Regions from separate parts of the Mus musculus genome. Here regions 2 and 3 are each linked to region 1. The links are chromatin contacts, called in public promoter capture Hi-C maps. All regions are on one chromosome and are shown on one strand. The core of a region is the stretch at or near the end of the contact, and the rest is flanking DNA. Distances in the headings are between cores, read along the strand shown. Region 1 overlaps Stim2 (stromal interaction molecule 2). Region 2 overlaps Tbc1d19 (TBC1 domain family, member 19). Region 3 overlaps Gm40305 (a long non-coding RNA gene).

The links. Capture Hi-C pulls out chosen DNA fragments and counts their contacts.
Region 2: a promoter capture Hi-C map of adipose tissue shows a contact between it and region 1. The contact joins two enhancer-like sites. A contact is called at or near these places in 3 of 9 other capture datasets (adipose tissue, liver and pancreatic islet).
Region 3: a contact with region 1 is called in a promoter capture Hi-C map of adipose tissue. The contact joins two enhancer-like sites. A contact is called at or near these places in 2 of 484 Hi-C or Micro-C datasets (CD4 T cells and ECoMG-derived neutrophils), 2 of 115 datasets of contacts at active chromatin or transcription factors (double positive thymocytes and microglia) and 2 of 9 other capture datasets (adipose tissue and liver).

The regions. Positions count from the first base shown.
Region 1 is chr5:54,071,452-54,076,079 of GRCm38.p6, forward strand. It overlaps Stim2 (stromal interaction molecule 2), which reads left to right. Exons shown (of 12, transcript NM_001081103.2): 3 at 3,829-3,943. Among named protein-coding and RNA genes, the nearest start is that of Stim2, 75 kb to the left of the region's middle. Within about 2 kb of position 2,035, at least 27 of the 459 cell types and tissues checked have an H3K27ac peak or open chromatin away from gene starts, as enhancers often do. A contact at or near this core is called in adipose tissue, where this site is marked.
Region 2 is chr5:53,879,412-53,884,039 of GRCm38.p6, forward strand. Tbc1d19 (TBC1 domain family, member 19) reads left to right here. Exons shown (of 21, transcript NM_144517.4): 16 at 4,251-4,283. Among named protein-coding and RNA genes, the nearest start is that of Gm40305, 46 kb to the right of the region's middle. Within about 2 kb of position 2,435, at least 26 of the 459 cell types and tissues checked have an H3K27ac peak or open chromatin away from gene starts, as enhancers often do. A contact at or near this core is called in adipose tissue, where this site is marked.
Region 3 is chr5:53,934,632-53,939,259 of GRCm38.p6, forward strand. The region is part of intron 2 of Gm40305 (a long non-coding RNA gene); the gene reads left to right. Among named protein-coding and RNA genes, the nearest start is that of Gm40305, 9.4 kb to the left of the region's middle. Within about 2 kb of position 2,725, at least 44 of the 459 cell types and tissues checked have an H3K27ac peak or open chromatin away from gene starts, as enhancers often do. A contact at or near this core is called in adipose tissue, where this site is marked.

The DNA.
Region 1 (4,628 bases), core at 785-3,284:
TACCCTTAAGTTGGTGATAAGGACCCATCTGCTGTAGTGACTCACTCACTAGGCCTTGAGATCGCATGATATTTTGACGACATGTGTGCTTTGGGAAAGTCTCTCTGCTTCCATCGTCAGGGAAGAGGCTCTAGTTTTCTTCCACATTTTAGTCTGGCATGTTTTGTTTTAGAATATCTTAAGTGGAACTCCGTAATATCGGGAAGTAGGAGACAGAAGAGAAGTTAAGTGACAGTGGTACTCAGACTTTGAATGTATGTCAGATTCCAGAGTTTTGAGTGTGGTGATAAGTCGTGTCTCTTGAGTATTGAGGCTTATTGGGGGTCCAGATTTTATATACCAGAGAGTAGAATAAAACCTGCGCAGTCCAGGAATTGAAAGTAGGAAGTCACTGAGGCGGCTCTGGGCCACCTGTGCGTCCATCTAACCTCTTCCTCTCTGAGTTACCTCTGCTGCTGTCCTCACTTGTTCTCTGCGTGTTTATTGGCGTCAGCTGGTCACTTAGCACCTGGTTCATGGCGACTGCTCCTGCTATGGTACTTTTAAAACCAGAGTATTTACCTCCTTGAAGATCCAGAGTCATAGCTAAAGCATGGACTTCCATGATTTTAATTGCAGGGTTTTGGTGTGTGTGTGTGTGTGTGTGTGTGTGTGTGTGTGTGTGTGTGTGTGTGTGTGTGTGTGTGTGTGTAAAAACCCTATCATTCTTGTATAGTTGCAGTTCTCCTTTAGGTGAGCTATCTGCCCTCTGATCCAGTAGCTGTGTAAGTGGGTGATAGAGTCGGGGAGGATGATGGGATATAGGCATGGGGCTTTATTAAGATAGTAGTTCTTAGGGGAAAGGGCTGAAACGAAACAGAATAAATGTCCAATAATAGTTTTAGTGATATGCATTAGCTTTTATTACAGAAGAGTCACAAAAGCAACAGTACAAAAAACGTGATAGATATTACAGGTGCAAAAACTGAAATGTGTTTAGTGGTACTAGAATAGCTTATTTAGTATGGCTATCCCTGTGACTCCCTTTGAAAAGCATATATAGTAAGCACTTATTCACAGAGCAGTCCTGGTTAGTACTGTCAGCTTACGATTTCTTGGAGGAGGTTTGTGTGTGATTAGACATGTCCACCAAGGATGTTATTTACTTAATTGAATTTCAAATTTTGCTTTCAGATTTCTCAACTCATGTATTTTAGTAAGTTAAATGAGTTGTCTTTTGCTTATCTTTTTAGTTATTTATGAATTTTCAAAATTTCTCTAGTTGGCCTTTTTTTTCCCCACCAAATTAATAGCTTAGAGAAATCTGAGCGAGCAGGCACAATTTTGTGTTTTATAGGATAGAGAGGAGAGCTTAATGGAGCCAGATGTGCCTTTGAGTTTGTTGTTGCAAAGTTTTATTATCCTGTGGTCATGTTTGCTTAAAGCAAAAGTATTTTTAGATAATTCTAGGAAAAGTATAATTCCATCTATTTGGATTTTACCTAGCTTTCTTAAAAATGGTTATTTTATTGTTGGGGGAGGTTTTGGGGCATCCCAAACAACTCTAGGGGAAGTATCCTACTCTTGGTACTAGGGTTATTGTTTAAGAACCCATAGTTTTTGGAGGAACTTTTTATCCTGTGTAGGGGCGCTCCCTCTCACATGGAAAGCACACACATGGAGTTTATAGAACAGTAGGCTTCCACATTACTGTTTCAAAGCTTCCTAGTGTTAGTCTCCTTCTCCCCGGCTCTGCCTTCCTGCCTTCGCCTCTTTGCACTTAGGCCTTCCTCTCCATTCTTCTCCCCTTTGCCTCCATGTCACCAGTGTTCTGTTACCCACACTCCCTCTTGATTTGTTAAGCACACACTTCATATATAGCCATCAACTTATTCTGTAATTTCTCAGATATTAGCTAAGTATCACATCTCATCCACATGGATGGAAACTAGCTCATTTCTAAAGCCACAGAACTGTCCTTTTCAGTGACTAGTGCTCACACAGTGAGGAGGATTTCCTGGGACATTCTTTTTGATGTGTATCCCATAAATGGAACAGTTGCTATTTGTTCCAGCTGACTGGACTGTTTCCAAAGCTGGCTTCCTCTTTGCTCAGTCTCTCATCATGCTTTTCAGTCTCGATTTTCTATTCAGCCCTTGGATCTCTTCCAAGAAGAGCAGGTTCTAAGCATCTCAGGTACAGTGATCCCACATCCCCTAAGTATTCTACTAGATCCTAAAGATAGCAGTTTGGAAGAGTAGGAAGGGTGGGCGGGAATAGCCAGACAAGCCCTTTTAACTATACCTTTACAAAAAGTTTTGAAGCTTAGAAAAGTAAATGATTTGCTTAATATTATTATATAGCTGTTAAGTCGTTTATTCTTGTCAAACCAGAATGTTGTCATGTCTGAGATGCTGCTGATTGTTAATATATAAAAAAATAAGAACTTTGCTTTTTGGGTTAAAGACACTTGGGACTGTGACTTTCTGCATTCTGAATTTCTGAAACAGTCTATGATCTTCTTTTGAAACTAAGTAATAGTCAAGACAGATAAAATAAAATAACAAAACAGAAGAAGAAGGAGGAGAAGAGGAGGAGAAATGTTGAGTTAGAAAGCACAATGATTTAAAATATTGTATATTTAGAGTAGTACTTTTATTTGGAGAAAGTTTGAGGAGGTAAATGATTTACAGGCTATAAAAAATAAAATTTTTAAATTTATTGAACAGTGGAAAAGAAATATTAAAGATCTGGTTAAGTTTTAACAGAGCTTAATTTTGCTGCTTTATCTCTAAATATTTTAAGGTATGCTTAATAAGGGTATGCATAGGTTTATAAAATATGCTAGTATTACATTGTAGCCTACTTTGAGTAATAGCTTAGATGGTAGAAAAATACTATGGTAAAAGTGATTGAGATTAGTGTTAGTTTTGTTGGAAATACCTCATCACTGATTGTGTGTCAAAATGTAATATTGTGACAGTAGCTGAACTGTGTGCTTGACTGTAGCTTGTGACATTGGTTGGTGTCTCAATGCTTGTCCATTGTCTTAATCTTGGGCATGTTACTTAGCCTCCCTCGCCTTGGCTTCTGTACTGGCTAGTTTTGTGTCAACTTGACACAGCTGGAGTTATCACAGAGAAAGGAGCTTCAGTTGAGGAAATGCCTCCATGAGATCCAGCTGTGGGGTGTTTTCTCAATTAGTGATAAAGGGGGAAAGGCCCCTTGTGGGTGGGACCATCTCTGGGCTGGTAGTCTTGGGTTCTATAAGAGAGCAGGCTGAGCAAGCCAGGGGAAGCAAGCCAGGGGAAGCAAGCCAGTAAAGAACATCCCTCCATGGCCTCTGCATCGGCTCCTGCTTCCTGCCCTGCTTGAGTTCCAGTCCTGACTTCCTTGGTGATGAACAGCAGTATGGAAGTGTAAGCTGAATAAACCCTTTCCTCCGCAACTTGCTTCTTGGTCATGATGTTTGTGCAGGAATAGAAACCCTGACTAAGACAGCTTCCCATTTGTGAAATATCAGTAGTGCCTTCCTCACAGGACCATCACCAAGTTCAGACTCTATGGCTTTCTAAATCTTTGTGTGTGTGGATGTGTATTCACATGCAGTGTAAATAAATGTAGACTCATATCTATTAAGTGATAAACTTTGAATAAAAACCTCACTGCCTCTGTTTTCATGATTAGAAGACATTTTGTAAAATGTGTTTAGCAAGCATGAGAAAATGGCTTAAAATACCAACAGTGTATTAGTGTCTGGAAAAAAGACACCACATAACACTCTTGTTCTTAGTTTATCAGGCCCAAAGGATCTTACTTATGTTTAACTTAATGTTTTCTCTTTCATAGTTTATCAGAGAAGATATGAAATATAAAGATGCTACGAATAAACATAGTCACCTGCACAGAGAAGATAAGCACATAACTGTTGAGGATTTGTGGAAACAGTGGAAAACATCAGAAGGTAAAACTGTGCAGTGCTCTGGAGCCTTGGCTTGTCTGCTTCTGCCCTGCTTGGCATTGGCAGCCCTACTAATTGCATATAATTATAGAGAAGATCATGTTTCTGTGAGAATATTTATATTTAAAAAAAAAAAAAAGACTTTCTTAGAGGCTGGGTGTGTGGTGCTGCATTCCTAGCAGTTGGGAGGCAGAGACAGGTGCAGTTTTTGTAATTTCAAGGCCAGCCTGGTCTACAGAGTGAGTCCAGGACATCCAGGGCTATTACACAGAGAAACCCTGTCTAAAAAACAAAACAAAATAAAAAACAAAAAAAAAGTACCCAAGGAGCTAAAGGGATCTGCAACCCTATAGGTGGAACAACATTATGAACTAACCAGTACCCCAGAGCTCTTGACTCTGGCTGCATATGTATCAAAAGATGGCCTAGTCGGCCATCACTGGAAAGAGAGGCCCATTGGACACGCAAACTTTATATGTCCCAGTACAGGGGAACGCCAGGGCCAAAAAAAAAAAAAATGGGAATGGGTGGGTAGGGAAGTGGGGGGGGGGTATGGGGGGACTTTTGGCATAGCATTGGAAATTTAATTGAGGAAAATATGTAATAAAAATATTTAAAAAATCTAAAAAAAAAAACCAACAAAAATAAGTAAACAAAAACCCCTAACTCTTAGATGCATTAAGTTACA
Region 2 (4,628 bases), core at 1,185-3,684, 190 kb before region 1:
ATCTATAGGCAGTGACAGAGCCAGAATTGCATAGTGTTGTCTGGGCATACAGAGAGTCATGCCTCATCCAGTCAGGGTAGGTCCGCTAGTACAGGAGTGCTCTGTGATGAACTGTTTTGGGTGAGAAGTTCAAGGACTACTGGGAGCTGATTCTAGAGTGTTGCTGAGTACGATCAAAATACATTATATAAAATTCTAAAATAATAGGGTATTAAAAGAAAACACTTTGAAGGAGTAAGCCAGGGGCAGGGCTAGTGAGGAAGATCATTGCCTAGAGCCCTGCTCACTCAAAGGTTGAATAGGAAAGCATCCTCTTCAGGATTGAAGGTTACAGTCCTGTTTGTAGGGTGGAGAAAAGGAATGATGTTGGTGATATAGCCCAGTTGACCAGAAAGAGACTACATTCTATATCAGGTACCAGAACCAAAGGAGAACTAGAAAGCAATAATAGTCCAAAGGGTCTTTTCCTGTATGTCAGGGCATGTGCTAAGCAATCATAGAAACAGCATCCAGAAGGAGGCAGGATGCCGGGATTTCACAGTTTGAATTAAAGGTTAATAATGAGAATCTGGTAGAGAGAGCGTGGAGGTAAGTATGATAGAGTCTTGGAACTAGCTGAGATTAGGAGTGGCCAGAAGAACCACAGAACAACAAACTACAGAAGCAGAAGGTTTGGGAAACAGCTCACTCCTCCCTGCTCATCATTGCCATGGCAAGGTCAAGGTTGAGAGAAACCTTCAGTTGTCTGAAGCAAATCTAACCACCACAGGCAGAGAAACCCCCGATTTGGCTATCAGAAGTTAGGACTGTATAGGCAGAAAATATACTACATGTAAAGGTGTCTGGGAAAGTAAAGGGAAGGAGTGTAGAATGTTGATTGTGATGAGGGCATATATAGGAGTGGGAGGGTTATATATAAAATCTTTGGTTGAAAGGTTTCCATAGAAACTAAAGATACAAAACTTAGAAGGTCACTGTGCTTCTATGCTCCACAATAGAAGGACAGAGCCCGGCCATCCTCCTTACACTAGCTGTGCACAGTGAACTTTTCTCCTCACAGCCGTCGGTTGGCTGCCAGAGCATCCAGCCACTGGCTTCTTCTCCCTTTGCCTGGCCTGACTGTGCCCCTCATCCCTCTTTAGTCTGCTATTTTTCTTGATAGCATTTATTACTGTCTGAATGTAGAAACGTATTTTATGATTTTTCCATTACAAACGGCCAGTTGCAGTCCTTAGAAGAACATCCAGCATATCCTAGAGGTTCAGGAGATACTTGTGGGATAATAAACGTGAAGGAGGAAGGAGAGCTGATGGACACGATTCCAAATCAGGGATTGGCAGGCTTGTTGTACAGCCAGCCAATGGGTAAATGGTCTGTTTTCCTGGCCACTCTCTCTCTGCTCCATATTACTATTTGTTTGTGTAAATACTCCTTTAAAAGCATAACAGCTTTTCCTAGCTCACAGTGGAATTATCTTGCTGACAGCTGGAGAAGTTAAGGAAACAGGATTTAGCGAGCTGAAAGGGGAACGGAAATGTCTTCCTGCTGAGGATGCAAGTAAGAAATAGTCAGGAATAAACAACAGACAGGCCAGAGTTCATGCCAGTGACCTCAGCCTCCTAGTGTAGGGGAGGGAGGGCCTGCTGGGCATTAAAAGGGAGACCATTTTCAAAGCATAGAGGCTAAACAAAGAGCGATAACAAGAACCTTAATAAGCACCAGAAGCTGCCAAAGTAGCCCAGTGTATTATAAATGTGCCTCATGCTTTCAGGTGAGACACCGGAGAAAGAGTTCTTTAGACTTAGAGCAGGTGACACTTCAGACCCCTGCTGCCTAACTTCTGGGTGGTCTGGCACACTAGCTCACAATAATAACGGGGTTCCCATGATGATGCTCTTATTGAATTGTTTTTAACAAAGAAATACTGACATTATTTTGTGAATGCCTATATCAACTGTATACATTTACTACAAACCCATGCATTTTACTTCTGAGCCATAGTTATTATCTCATTTAACCATGTAAAGTAGGTTTATGTTCTCTGATTTGTGCATAAGGGAAGTGACGCTTGCAGAAGTTAAGAAGCTTACTGAAAGACACAAAAAGCTCCTAAGTGACAAAACTAGATTGGCCAAGCAAGTATGCTGTCACCAGTCATGGCCTTCACTGACTGCAGCAGGGCACTGGGCCATGCACTGAAGCCTAGGGACAGTTACTATCCTCACCCTTTCTCTGTCACCATTTTTATATTGCCTTGAATGAGAACATAGATAGTATGTATCCGGGAGACTAGCAAGCACATTAGATAACAATCCAAACCCATTAATTATCTCCCAACCGGAATAGTTCACAAAGAAGAAATGTAGCAGATAAGAACACAGACCCTACTCAGGTCCAAAAACAACTGTCTAAATGCACTGTCTTAGCTGTGGCTGTGTGGGGAGGAAAATACTTAGAGGTTTTAGTCATCGGCTTTCAGAGGAGAATAAAATGGGGATCTGTGCCAGACTATTTTTTCTGAGGAACAAATCAAGAGCCTCATAGAACCTCAGAGGGTTCCCACTTGTGACAGAGCTGGGGCAAAATTAACCATTTCTGCACATTTCCAGAAGGGTTGTATATGACTTTCATGGTCAAAATTGGGACTACAAAGTAGGCATCACAGGGAGCCGGAGTTTGACCCAGCATAGCACAAGCAAGCCTTGGGAACAGCCCATGTCCTTTATGGATGGGCATGCTTTAGACTGAGATCCAACTGTGAGTTCTTAGAACTCAGGCTAGGTGGCTGGTGCTGGTGCTGGTCTGCCTCCTTATTGGTTAGAAGTATGCAGCATTTCTATACGTTAAAATAAGTAAGCAATCACATCAATAAAAACATTTTGGGGTTTTTTTCTAGAGTGCATTGATAAACTAATTTAGTGTACTACAAGATATTCAGTAGTATAAATTACAAGTATTCTGTTTGGAACCAAGGCTATATAAATTCCAACTTTTCATGGAATATAACAAGATGTTTAGTGTGCTAAAGTTACACTTTAAGTCTTTCTTTGCAACTGATGTGGACTTTGTGTAAAGTTCTTGCCAATTATTGTACCATATAGATTTATACTATAGCCCTGTCAATATGTCTCCTAAATCACTCCAAGAATATAATTATTAGTAAAATTGATGTTGTGATAGTTTAGATAAAGTGATGTTTACAAAAAATGCCTTGAAAATCTCACTGATCCTTGGCCGACTGGACGCTAGTGTGGGATGCAGTTGTTTAAGAGGAACAGTTCTCAAATTTACTTCCATGGCCAGCCTTACAGCTTGATGCCCTTCTTTGTAAGCATGTATATTAGTTTCTACTGCTCTGCCATCTCAGTAGAAAATGAATTTGAATGTCTCATCAGTAGATTTCTCTTTAATCTAGTCTTTTCAAAAGAAACAACTGAGCTGAGAGACACAGATAGTGTAGCAGAAAGCAAAGCAAAATGATAGTACAACCCAAAGAGATTGGAGCAGGCGGATCCAAACCTGTGTGTGTGTGTTGGGGGAGGGCGCTATGCAGGGCAAGGGGACTGGACAGACCATTGGGTGTTGCCCTGTTGACTTTTTTAATGTATTGTAAATATTTATGAGGTGTGTGATACATTTATTCATGGGAATAAGGTTATCTTTCTGCTCCTTACAAATCCTGGTGAACCCTCCGCCTTTATAGGGCATTCCTTGCCATGATTCTGTTGAAAAGCCACAAAGGAGAAGGTCCAAAGCATAATGCAGATGCTGTTACAGTTAAACCTGAGACCTGGGCTTTTGAGGGTAATAATAAGTTGACTCCTTGCTAGTACATGAGTCACAGTTGGGAAGGGATAACGACTTCCTTAGTTTCTGACACAGTGGGAACAACCTAGCTGCAGTCAAGGATGCTCATGCTCATAGCTGCAATCTGACTGTACCTGGACTCACAGGAGCAGAATGCCAGTTCTCTCCTTTCTAACTCTCACCTTAGGCGGAGGCACAATGGTAGTTTTCCACAGTTGCCTCATGACTAACTCCTTGCTTACTCAGTCTCAGATACAAGTTTGAAATTGTCTAGTTTACTTTTCTAAGAGTATTAAAACAACTGTTGTTGGTTACCAACACTGTCTTTCTGACATTTCAGACAAAGTCGAAGCAGAAAGTAGAAACCTGTGCATTTGCAGTTTTGAGTCTTTAACTCGTGCATGAAGCAGCAGTGTGTGACTGATGCTCTGTTTACGTTTCAGGTGTCATCCCTTTCCATGGGTTTTCCATGTATGGTAAGTTGGCCCAATATAGTCATCAGTTTTGTTATGTTTGGGAAATTTCAGCATAGTGGGAATGCTCATTATCTCACCATTTATACAATGAATTGTATACATGTAAACCATTAAATTTAGTATTTTTATATGTCTATTTAAGAAAATTCAAAATAAAGATCACAATTGTTCAGATAATGATTTCTCAGCAGATGAGAATTAAAGCACACTGTGACGGTTGCTATGAGCTTTGCCATCAAACCTAACGGGATGAGAATACATTAATATTTAGTTTTACTATAGTAATAAAAACAGCAGGGAACCAGCACAAAACTGGGCATATTGACCAGTGTTAATGGAATCAAA
Region 3 (4,628 bases), core at 1,475-3,974, 140 kb before region 1:
TTTGTCAGAATTCAGCTTATGAGTTAGGGCACACATTCAGGCCCACTAAACAAAGGTGAACATTTACTCTTATAACAAGGATGCTCAAACAGAATTAATCACCTCCAGGCATACTGATCAATGGTACAACTGATGTCATTAAGGATGTCAAGAAGAGATTTTCTCTCTCCTCCTGTGCATTTTCATGGCTCTTAGATGCCTTTCTACAGGCAATAAAGGCTGGCAACCTCTGGCAGCTCTTAATAATCTTAGGTCATATCATCTGAAATCCCAAGGCAAAAGCAGCCTCCTTCTAAATCGCTCTTATTAAAACCTTGGAGGATGATTGATTGGCCCATTTTGGGTCATCTTGAGTTCCTGAGTCAATCACTGGCCAACTGGATAGAGAATGATGACTAGCTAGGCCTGAGTCATAGCCTGTACTTGGATGGAGATGAGGTCACAGGGAAGCAGGTGTCCTAAAGGGAAAATTAATACTCACTTGCCAAAGAGAGTGGAGCAGCCTGCTGCAGGAGCAACTGGAATGTGGTGTGTGGCTCCAGTCAGAGGCCAATTTTCTTATAAAGGAAAGGTTCTTGCTTTCCTGAAGGATTCTTGCTGCTGTATGCACTCACTGATAAGTGGATATTAGCCCAGAAGCTCAGAATACCCAAGATACAATTCACAAAACACATGAAACTCAAGAAGAAGGAAGACCGAAGTGTGGATGCTTCGGTCCTTCTTAGAAGGGGGAACAAAATACCCATGGAAGGAGTTACAGAGACATAGTGTGAAGCAGAGACTGAAGGAAAGGCCATCCAGAGACTGTCCTACCTGGGGGATCCATGCCATATACAATCACCAAACCTAGACTCTATTGTGGATGCCAACAAGAGCTTGTTGACAGGAGACTGATATAGCTGTCTCCTAAGAGGCTCTGCCATTGCCTGACAAATACAGAGGTGGATAATCTCAGCCAACCATTGCACTAAGCACAGAGTCCCCAATGAAAGAACTAGAGAAAGGACCCAAGGAGCTGAAGGGGTTTGGAGCCCCATAGTGGGAACAACAATATGACCTAACCAGTACCCTGAGAGCTCCTGGGACTAAACCACCAACCAAAGAAAGCACATGGTGGAACTCATGGTGGAACTCAGCATATCTAGCTGCATATGTAGCAGAGCATGGCCTAGTTGGTCATCAATGGGAGGAGAGGCCTTTGGTCCTGTAAAGCTTATATGCCCCAGTATAGGAGAATGCCAGGGCCAAGAAGCAGGAATGGGTGGGTTGGTGAGCAGGAATAGGGGGTTTTCGGAGGGGAAACTAGGGAAGGGGATAACATTTGAAATGTAAATAAGGAAAATATCTAATAAAAAGATAAAAAAAGAAATAATTATCACCCCACTTAATATTTATCCATTAAAATATGAATATTTTGATGATTGTTTTTAAAAGATCACCCAGGGAGTGAAGGTGGAGGGAAGAGACTGGCAGAGCACTGAAGTTCTTCCTTGGTGAAGCTTTCAATTTTGAAATAGAACTTTTAAAAAGAAAAAAAAAGATTAAATTAATAAAGATGAAAAATTTAAAAGGCCATATAATAAATAGTAAATCCATCACACGTTCAAGTGTTTGAAAAGCTTACTAAATAGATTAGAAGATCTTCATAGAGGGTAAAAGAAATCACTAAGAGTTATGAATATAACTCAATGGTACATTTGATCAGAATGTGTAAGACCCTAGATCAACTCCCAACACACCCTCCCAAAAAAAGAAGTATTAAAAAAGAAAGAGTAAAGCACAAAAGCTTAGAAATAAGAGGCACAATTACATACGTGAAAGAAACTGAGAGTCGCAAAATGCCTTAAGTATTAATATTTCAAAATATATAGCATGCATATTCTATAAGTGACATGTAAAAATATCAAAAATCTAGAAACTCTAAGCATGAGTTCCTCTAGAGGATCTGGAAAGGATGATGTCAACACTGGAAGGTTTTATGACCAGACAGTTTCACAGTCGAGTGTTTAACTGTTCAAAATCGATGGCTAAAATGTAACCTGGATAACTCTGGGCCACAGAGAAACCTAAGTTCTGTAATACAATATTAGAATTATCAAAAATTAAATGAGAAAATAAATCACCCAACAAGAGTCTAGCAGTTAATCAAGAGTGGTAAGTAAAAGATAGCAGTTACATATTTGGGGTTACCTCAGATCAGAAAAATCTGTCACCATGGTTCATTATTACAACAATCTCCCGGGGATGTGTTTTTTTGGTTATAAACATCAAATAAACTAATTTAAAATGGTGATTCTCAACCTTCCTAATGCTGTGACCCCTTAATACAGTTCCTCATGTTGTGGTGACCCCCAACCACAAAATTATTTTCATTGCTAATCCATAACTGTAATTTGGCTACTGTTCTGAATCGTAATGTAAATATCTGATATGCAGGATATCTGATAAACAACCCCAGTGAAAAGGTCATGGCACCCACAAAGGGGTCACAACTCACAGGTTGAGAATCACTAATTTAATGCACTATATTATTACTCTGTGTGATTCTGTGGCCTGGATGAACTCAGATGAGGAATTCTCATCCATGTAGTGTTACTGTGTGACTTACATAATGGTCGCTGAATGGGACAAAACAGCTTCTTATCATTCATAGACTAGCCCAATCTTTCCTCCAACACTGTACAGGATTCTGAGTGCAGACCTCTTCCAAGAGCACCAGTTCTATTGTGCAATTGCTTATCCGGCTCTGATTGCATCATGCCTGCCCATGTCCAGTTGGCTAGAGTCAGATGCGTGTGTGAAATCGATGTGGGAAAGAAGAGCCCAAAGAGGCAGGAAACATATGCAAGTACAGTTGATTTAGTAACAGTCTACCACAATCAGCATACCATACATTTGATGCACTGTACAAGCAATTTGAAATGAACATCTAAAATAGGTGTGGGAGAGAAGAACAAACGCTTCTATTGAATCACAGGAAACCCCAAGGTTCAGTTCCTCTATGCCTTTAAAGCAACAACCTCTCAGCTTCGTATTAAACCAAAATAACAATAACTAGACTTGCCTCCATTGAAGCCAGGAGCCTGAAAATGAAGTTACAAGTATTATTAGTACTTGTTCTTGGAATCTAACAAATTCATTAAAATAGAATATGAAATAACAGTTGTGACCATTGAAATAAGATGTCTATGCTGAGAATGTAGTTATGTGCTTCGAGAACACTATGGTTAGGTTCTGCAGAGATGGCTCAATGGTTACGCGCATCGACTACTCTAAAGCCAAGTTCAGATCCCAGCACTTACGTAGCAGTTCACAGCCACCTGTATTTCCAGTGTCAGGTGATCTGATGCCATCTTATGACTTCTGTGGACACTAGGCACACATGTGGTGCATAATCACACATGCAAATGAGACACCCATACAGAAAAAAAATTTAAATAAAAAGGATAATTTTATCAGCATTTCAGGAATTAGATAAGGAACTTGAAATGTTCTCTTGTTGACAATCAGCACTTAGAAAGGAGAATGGGAAACATATTTTAATTACAATAAAGGTGATATTTTTATTAAAAATGATTTAACATGAAGGGCATGAAGTAGTAACAGCTTATCAAAGATCTAAGCCAAGATGGCGGGGGGTGGGGGGCGGCAGAAATAATTCAGTCTTGATTGCGAATGTATTACAAAAGACAATCTCACCAAAATCAAGACATAAATGTAACCAATTGCCATTGGGGAAGATAGAAATTAGATTAAGTTGTCTCAAAATATATGGGAGGATGAGGGCCTAAGAGTAACTAGGAGCTAAGTAATATAATAATAAGTAATAATAAATAATATTATAATAATAGCTATAAAATAATATAAATTAAATTCAAAGAACGCATATAGTGAAAACTTTCTCCCATCTGTGTCTCATATCTGCCCAGTTCTATCTCTTGCCTTACCAGAGATATGCTACCAGAAGTTTTTTTGTTTGTTTGTTTGTTTGTTTGTTTGTTTTTTGTTTTTGTTTGTTTGGGTTTTTTTGTTTTTCGAGACAGGGTTTCTCTGTATAGCCCTGGCTGTCCTGGAACTCACTTTGTAGACCAGGCTGACCTCGAACTCAGAAATCCACCTGCCTCTGCCTCCCGAGTGCTGGGATTAAAGACGTGCGTCATCACGCCCGGCCAGAAGTTTTTTTATACAGTTAAGTATGCTGATTCTCCACCCCATGGTATTTTGCACAGACAATTGGATGTTCACATACACGAACACGCTTCTTTGTAAGTCTGTAAGTGCACAAAGACCTCTTTTGTCACCTACTATGTGGCCATCCTAGTTTCCACTTGATCGAGTTACAAGAACCTGGTCCCCTATTAGTGAATATTGGGGTTGCTTTTACCATTTTGTCAATACAATCCCTAAATACTTACCTTTTCCTCTGGCAAACATATCTGTAGAATCATTTCCCAAACACACAACTGCTGGAAATGTGCATGTGGAGGTCAGGCAGATTGCCCTCCCTGGGGGTCATCGCAGTGGGTCACGGTCTCACCAGCAGTGGATAAGAATGTCACTGCGCGCAACTCCACCACTGCAGAGGATTACAGAGCTTTTGGATCACGGCCAAGTCAAGAGGCACAGCA